Regions from separate parts of the Gossypium raimondii genome. Here region 1 is linked to region 2. A link is a contact called in public Hi-C data. All regions are on one chromosome and are shown on one strand. The core of a region is the stretch at or near the end of the contact, and the rest is flanking DNA. Distances in the headings are between cores, read along the strand shown.

Region 1 (3,617 bases), core at 367-2,866, 140 kb before region 2:
GTTGAGAGCAAATAAAAAGAAGGCATAAAATGGGAGAGAAAATTATATAGCTTGTTTTGATCCCCAAAAGTTAAATAAATAGTTTAAAATCATCTTATCCCTAATTAAGAGATACCATTCTTTTGAACCCAGAGTTTAACTCGGTTGGTTCATGCTATTACCCTTAAGAGGTGGTATTCACATAATCTGGGATCCAAATCACAGCATCTGTAATCCTTAGTTTACAACCTACTTTGTAACATGCTGGTTCCAGAAAATGATTCATTCGAGGTCACAATATGACTCAGATGAACTGAAACTAACACTTACAAATAGACATGAAAAAATTGACTTGTTACTAAAGGGACATGTCGCTAGAGAAACAAGCAAGCGGCATCCAAGGATGTTACAATCATTATTCATACACATCCTAATGGTGATAATCAGATGAGAAACTACAACCACACACATTCCAATCATACTAATCGGATCAGAAACTAAATTACATATCCAACACATTCTGACGGCGATAAGCCAATAATTGGATGAGAAACCACATTAAGAGAAATTTATATAAAAGAAGCATGAAATTTTTCTACTTTTTATTTGTAAACATTATATGCAAACAACTAACAGACACTAAACACTAACCATAAAATATCAATTTACTTGGCATTTAGAAGGACTAATTTAAACAGGGAAAAAATTGCTCACTTGATGGTATAGAACTCCCAAAAGATCGAAAGGAACCTCCACTCCCATTGGAACCTTCAAAAATTCCAATCAAATATCAACATTTCCAAATATTAAAATCATAAAATTTAAAAATTAAAATTGTCATACATAGATTATTTCCATTCTTACTTTAGATTTTACAAGACAAGTTGGAGCATTTCTCAAGCATTCCGAGGCCACTCCACCATAAGCCCTAACAAGTCCTCCCGTTCCCAATTTAATTCCCCCAAAATACCTGAAATTTATTTGAAGATTCATGTTATTTGTCCCTTCAATTTTGATCATGGCAATATATGTCAAAAGTAAATAAATATACCTAATAACGACCACCATGATTCTGTCTAAACCTGAAGAAACAATTGCAGAATGAATCGGCTTCCCCGCCGTTCCAGAAGGTTCGCCGTCATCATTCGACCGATACTGATCCCCAACCTATTAAACTTTTGATAGGTCAATTATGAGGTAAGATGAATGAGATGATAGAAAAGCGTGGTGTCATATTAGATTACCTTGTAAGCCCAACAATTGTGAGTGGCACGCGGATCCTTGACTTGGTTGAGGAAAGAGTGAGCGGACTGCTCGTTAGAGATGGGACCAGCGATGGCGATGAATTTGCTCTTTTTTATTTCTTTTTCGAATGTTACTGTTTCTTTAATGGTGGTGAAGGCGCCTGCGTTGCTGGGGGTGCCGGAGCTGCTGGCGGTAGTGACCATTGGTTTTTTGACGGTGGAGAGGGCGGAAATTGAGGCGGAGAGGCAGTGGTTGACCTTGTGGCAGTAGCGATAGCCAGGTGTTGTTATTACAACTGGCATTTGCTTGTTTTTGGTTCTTTTCGTTTCAATAAAATCAGTGACAAACAAGCCTTTTTCGTACTCCGGCAGCCGTTTCAAAAGGTAGTCCACTCGTATTTAAACGAGACGTTGCAACACCCATTTTACTATTTTTTTATTAAAATTTAATCTTTATATTTTTATTTTTCAAAATTTAATTCCTCTATTTTTCAAATTTCAAAATTTAAATCTAACTCTTAATATTATTTTGTTAAATTCGAATTCATTACTAACTTAATTCTATTTAATTACATTACTATTAAGCGAGTTTTTATTTTAAAATATTACACTAATAAATTTAATAAACAATTAATAACAATTAATTTGAATGTAATAAAAATTAATACAATTTTATCTAATTATTCTAGTGTATATTTGTTGGGTTATTCGCTCTTTAATATTTAATATATGTTCCTTATTATCATTTGTTGGTCATTGATCAAGTTAATCATCATCAATTTTAATCTACATCATTAATATTATCAAGATCTTCTTTTTTCATGTACTTTTCGAAGTACATGTATCATCTCAATTCCACTTATGATTGAAGTTATGAAATAAGCAATATGTTAGTACTATACAACCTTTTTTTTATATTATAATAAGGTGATGTTAATAGCGGAAATATTTTTTTAGATCAACAAATTTCTTCTCAATCACATTTCGAAGCTTTGAATATCTCAAATTAAAGAGTTTGTAAGCTGTTCATAGTGCTACCAACGACATGTCCTTAATCTAATTGAAATAAGGAGGCGACCATTATAACATTTATAAGGATTTTGAATTTCTTGGGTTAGTATAGAATATATATATATATATATATATTTATATAAGATAAATTTTTAGATTTTTGTGCAAATAAACAAGTGGGATAAGCTATCTATACGTTAGAATTTTTAGAAGGATCTTGACATCCATGAATGATAAGATCACTTTAAATTTTCGAGATTTTCACCTCCTATTTAAAAATATTGTTTAAAGATTGAGTCAGGTAAGGGTTTCTAAACAGACATTGACATATATAGATGTCAATATTTATTTAAATTTTCGAGATTTTCTTTAAAGATGGTATAAGATTTAGTTTTGTAGGATTTTAAAACAACGTTGACACATATGAGTGTGGAAATTGGTTTAAATATTAAAATGCTACAAAAACACATAGACAACAAAGGATAGGGTTTTAAACTTTTTACTGTGAGTTCAACACCCAAGAATGTTAAAGGCACTTGTAATCGTTACCCTGTTTGCAATGAACTTGCCGATGCAAGAGATACAGGGGGCCCTAACACCTATAATATGTATTAATTTGATATTTAATACCTTTATTACGTTTTGTTTTTAAAATTTAACTTGTTTTGATATTTTGATGGGATATATAAATTTATCTGTTAAAAGAAATATTTGTTTGGTACACGAAAAGTTAACTTTATTAAATTTATAATCTATAGCTAGAAACAATCCCAAATGGATCTCTTTAAACACCTGTCCAAACTTTATGTAGTGACATTGGGTTTTGTTTCAAGCTCATGAAAATTACAAATTAAGTTGAAGCAAATATTTATAATTTAAGTTATGATAATAAATAATTAGAAATATGAGATTTTTAAACTTTGTACACAAAATCGGAAGAATAATAAATTACGAATAAGTAAATATTGTTATGAATATCTTATTAAGTGGATGTCCATTATGATCAAGATAAAGTTTTAATGTATTTTAAATTCTAATAGCTATTAGAATTAGATCTCTATTTCTTTTATACTTCTTATGCCTATAAATAGAGACTACGATGAAGTATTGTAATCACCCTTTTTTATCAATAAAGGACATTCTCTATTGCTTTCATATTTCCTTTGTTCTTTATTCTCTCCATCTCTCTTTATTTTATAACACGTTATCAACGTGATATGAAAGATTATTTGCTACATATATGACTTTTGCCTAAAATATTTTATTTTGTTAATATTCTTTGAGGAAGGATATGAGAATGTTGTAATAAACTCTATCATTATATATAGAAAGAATTTATCTTATTTGGTACTAAAACAAACAAATATTATTTCAATATTTGAT
Region 2 (3,819 bases), core at 729-3,228:
TTAAGTTGACCATCAAAGCGGTCTTCACATTTCAATCTTATAATTTCATATTACAATCGAGTTAAAGAATACCCCCAAATGAAGCCATTTTGACATCTCCAGTCCCATTCCCATAACCGGTCAAACCATTAGAAAGTTAAAAAGGAAACATTTTAGGATGTGAAACCCTGGTAGCCCACCAATTGACAATGGAGATATCACCCAATGTACTTTGCACATAAAAAAAGCTACCATCTTAAATTTGTATAAACATGACCAAAAAGAGTTGCCAAGTGCCCAGTTTTCTACTTTAAAGCTTAAGGGGGCACAATCAAAGCAACTTAATAAAATAATAACAAATTACCAAAGGAAATAACATTAAAGGAGAAAGTGCTTGAGTAAAAGCAAAATTCTTAGTGAGGTAAGTAAAGGTTTTGTATCCAGAAGTTAACTTAAAGATGCAAAACTATTTAGATGCTATTTCAATGCCTACCCTAGAAGTAACTGTAGAAGAATAACTATCTGAATTATATGCTTCCCCAGGAGGTGCACCACCATTGTTGCTTCTATACTGCATATACGAAACTTCAGTGCTACAGGCAGAATCTGAAAATTGCTTATCTACAGTGTCCGCCTTCCCACCACAGACCTGAGCTGGTCTCTGAGCACCATTTCCTAGTTTCAGCTGAGGTCCATAATGACCATGAGCCTCTGATTTCTGCATCGAAGCAGCTGCAACATTATGCACCTTATCATCTTGTGGAGATGAAATGAACGAGTACTGCCCGTCATGGACATGCTCTTCAGAATCAGATGAGATGTCCATGTCTGATTCTGAACCATCATCATTGCCATTAACAGGTATTATATTTTGGGATAAATGTCCATTACGAAATTTTGCAGAAGGAGGTAATCCAGCATTTCTTAAACTGGTAATAGGATCAAGTGCTTGTTTTGCTGCCATGGTCACACCGAAAAAATCTCTGTTCTTGGCAGCACCTCCCTAATACAAGTTTAAAACAATAAGATCAGACTCGGCCAACACCTCAGGCTACACTATATAAGTAAAAACTACTTCAAACATTAACATCACGAATCAATGAAATATCTATATATTTAAATAAACAAATGTTTGCAGCAAATACCTATACAAATGCATAAATGTATGAAATTATAGGGATAAACAACTGAAATGACTCACCGCACGAACCCATCTGAACGCATCCTTGTCAAGGCCTTGGGTGAACATTGTATAGTTCTTCCACTTGACCTAAAATCCAACCCCTGAGAGAGAGTTTAACACCCAAATTAACACACAAGCAAAAGAGCAACACTAGCAAACTAAATCATTAATAAAAGAAACTGGGGAATTCTGATCATGTTTCTTTCCTTGTCTGTCTTTCTAATCAAGCAGTGTGAAAAAAAATAAAGTCCAAAACTTTACCAAAAAATGTCAAAATATAGCAAAACCAAATCATTAATATGATCGATTGTTTTTTAGATGAATGGCAAAGAAAATCTATATGAAAAAGATGGAAAAGTACAAGTTTCCAGCACCGACATTCTTTTATTTTATTATTTTCCTTAAAAGGATTCCGAGAAACCAAACAGAGAAAATAAAGATGATGAGAATTCAATTCAACTTCACATGCCAAGCACTGATCAGAGTAGTAACAAAGAAACCAATTACTGAAATCTCATTAGCTTCAATGATCAAACCAGCAGAAGGGTATCACTAAAACTCAATAAAATCCCTCCGCCGCCCAAAGGGGAAGAAAAAAACCTTGACTTTTGATCAAGTTTAGTAACAAAGAGAAAGTAGAGATGGAGAAACTACTCACACAAAGTGATTGTGAAAAAAGAGTGAGAATTGGAGTGAGAGTGAGAGCAAAACACAAAATGGGTCTAGTTCAACAGTTCAAGCAAAAAGTCTTCTTAGCTTTAGAAAAATTCATGTATTATATTTTTCCTTTTATGTCTTCAATTAATAAGAAGAATAAATGGTTGAAGATGGAAGCGAAATTTAGGAGAGATTAAACGAACATTAAGACGGAAACATAGAACTAACGGAGAGTCGTAAAGTTAACGTGAAGCTGACGTGGCAAGTGAACGCGCGCCTCATTATAACGGCTGGATATATTTTAATAGTTTCTTTTTGGAGCCTGGTTTAGTTGCACACAGAGGACAAGATGGGTTACTTTAGGGCAGAGGGGACCCACCCCCACCTCCCCAGCTATTATTCCCCTGATTTTCCGTGCTTATTTAAGACTTAATCACGAAGATATATAATTAAAGGGTAAACTACCTAATTGGGCACCTAATTGTTAGGATAGTTTCATTTTGGTCACCCAAGCATTAAAGCTCTAAAGGTGATGTAATGTACATGTTACATCGTGTTTACACTTCCATTTTGGTCTTCCAAAAATAAAAAAAATGAATTGTTAAAATGGAAAAGCAATAGAAACTAAAATAATATTCAAAATTTGTCAAATTGTATTTATTTACCCATTGCTGAAATCCTAAAATTTGTTTTAATATTAAAATTTTAAATTTCAAAGTATTAAAAGAAATTAAATAAATTATTAAATTTTTTATCCATTGGTAATCTCAACCAATTTGTTATTATAATATTAAAATTAATTAATTTAATCTACTTTTAAATTTTAAAATTTTATTTTATGTTTCTAGATTATTCTTAATGAAGCCAACTCAAATAATTCATATTTAATAATTATCTACAAAATTTTTATTATTATATAGTCTCGAATCTTCCATGCTAAGCTAAAAGTAAAGGGAAAAATTACTTGTAATTAGTTAAATTAATCGTTTGTTCTTCATTTATGAAGAAATTATGAGTTTTGTTTGGAATGGAAGATAAAATTTATTAATTTAATTAATTATAAGGATTTTTCTTTACTTTTAGCTTAGCATGAAAGATTCAAGATCATATAATCAAAATAAATTTGGCTTTCACGTACAACTATTAAAGTCAATAATTTTCATTGATGTTTTTGAACACAATTTCAAAACATCAAAATAAATTAAATAAAATTGTTGAATTTTTTATCAATTGATAATGTCAACCGATTTACTACTATAATTTTGAATCTTAATATTTAAAATTTATATTTCAAAACCCAAATTTAGCATTTTCGATAATAGGATAAACAAGTACAATTTGACAATTTTGTGTATTAATTTAGTTTCTACCGCTTTTCACTTTAATCCTTAAATTTTTATTCCAATCAATAATTAAAAATATATTTTTTGGGTGATCAAAATGAAAATAACCTAAAAGTTAGGTGACTAAAAAGAAAATGAAAACATGATGTGGCGTAAATAGCTAACCGTTGTTAGAGATTTAACACTTGGGTGACTAAAATGAAAGCACCCTAAAAATTGAGTGACCAATTTGCAAGAATTTCATTTTGAGTGACCAAAATGAAAGTATCCTAAAAATTGGGTGACCAACTAGATAATTTACCTATAATTAAATTACTAAAAAGTAGTGAAACGTATAGAAAAGCGAATAAAAATTTAAAGTAATGACATTAAGTTTTGTACTCTTTGTTTATTACAAATTTAGTCCCTACTTTTATTTAAAAATGTAAATACCATTAAAATTATTTTCTTAAATTTAAGTTTATCAATTTAATGACAGTTGGGAATTTTAGTCTAAAAAAGATCAATCCTTTGATATTTATTTATTGTTTTACTTTAATGGCTGAACTACCATTTTATTTGAAATTATTGATGTATAATAAAATATATTACATTTTATGTCTTTATTAATATATTTTATTTTTTAAATAAATTAAAAACAAAAACAAAATAAGAAAT

What was found. Hi-C and Micro-C count contacts between places; a contact is called where the count stands out from the background.
Region 1: a Hi-C map of leaf shows a contact between it and region 2, with 3 times the contacts expected there. The contact joins the promoter of LOC105804150 here to the promoter of LOC105804155 in region 2. A contact is called at or near these places in 2 of 2 Hi-C or Micro-C datasets (both in leaf).

What each region holds. Positions count from the first base shown.
Region 1 is chr11:33,771,938-33,775,554 of ASM2569854v1, reverse strand. It overlaps LOC105804150, which reads right to left and starts at 1,616. Exons shown (of 6, transcript XR_008190930.1): 1 at 1,224-1,616; 2 at 1,031-1,146; 3 at 844-949; 4 at 694-747.
Region 2 is chr11:33,631,218-33,635,036 of ASM2569854v1, reverse strand. It overlaps LOC105804155, which reads right to left and starts at 1,978. Exons shown (of 23, transcript XM_052624126.1): 1 at 1,821-1,978; 2 at 1,181-1,263; 3 at 473-982. The coding sequence starts at 1,228.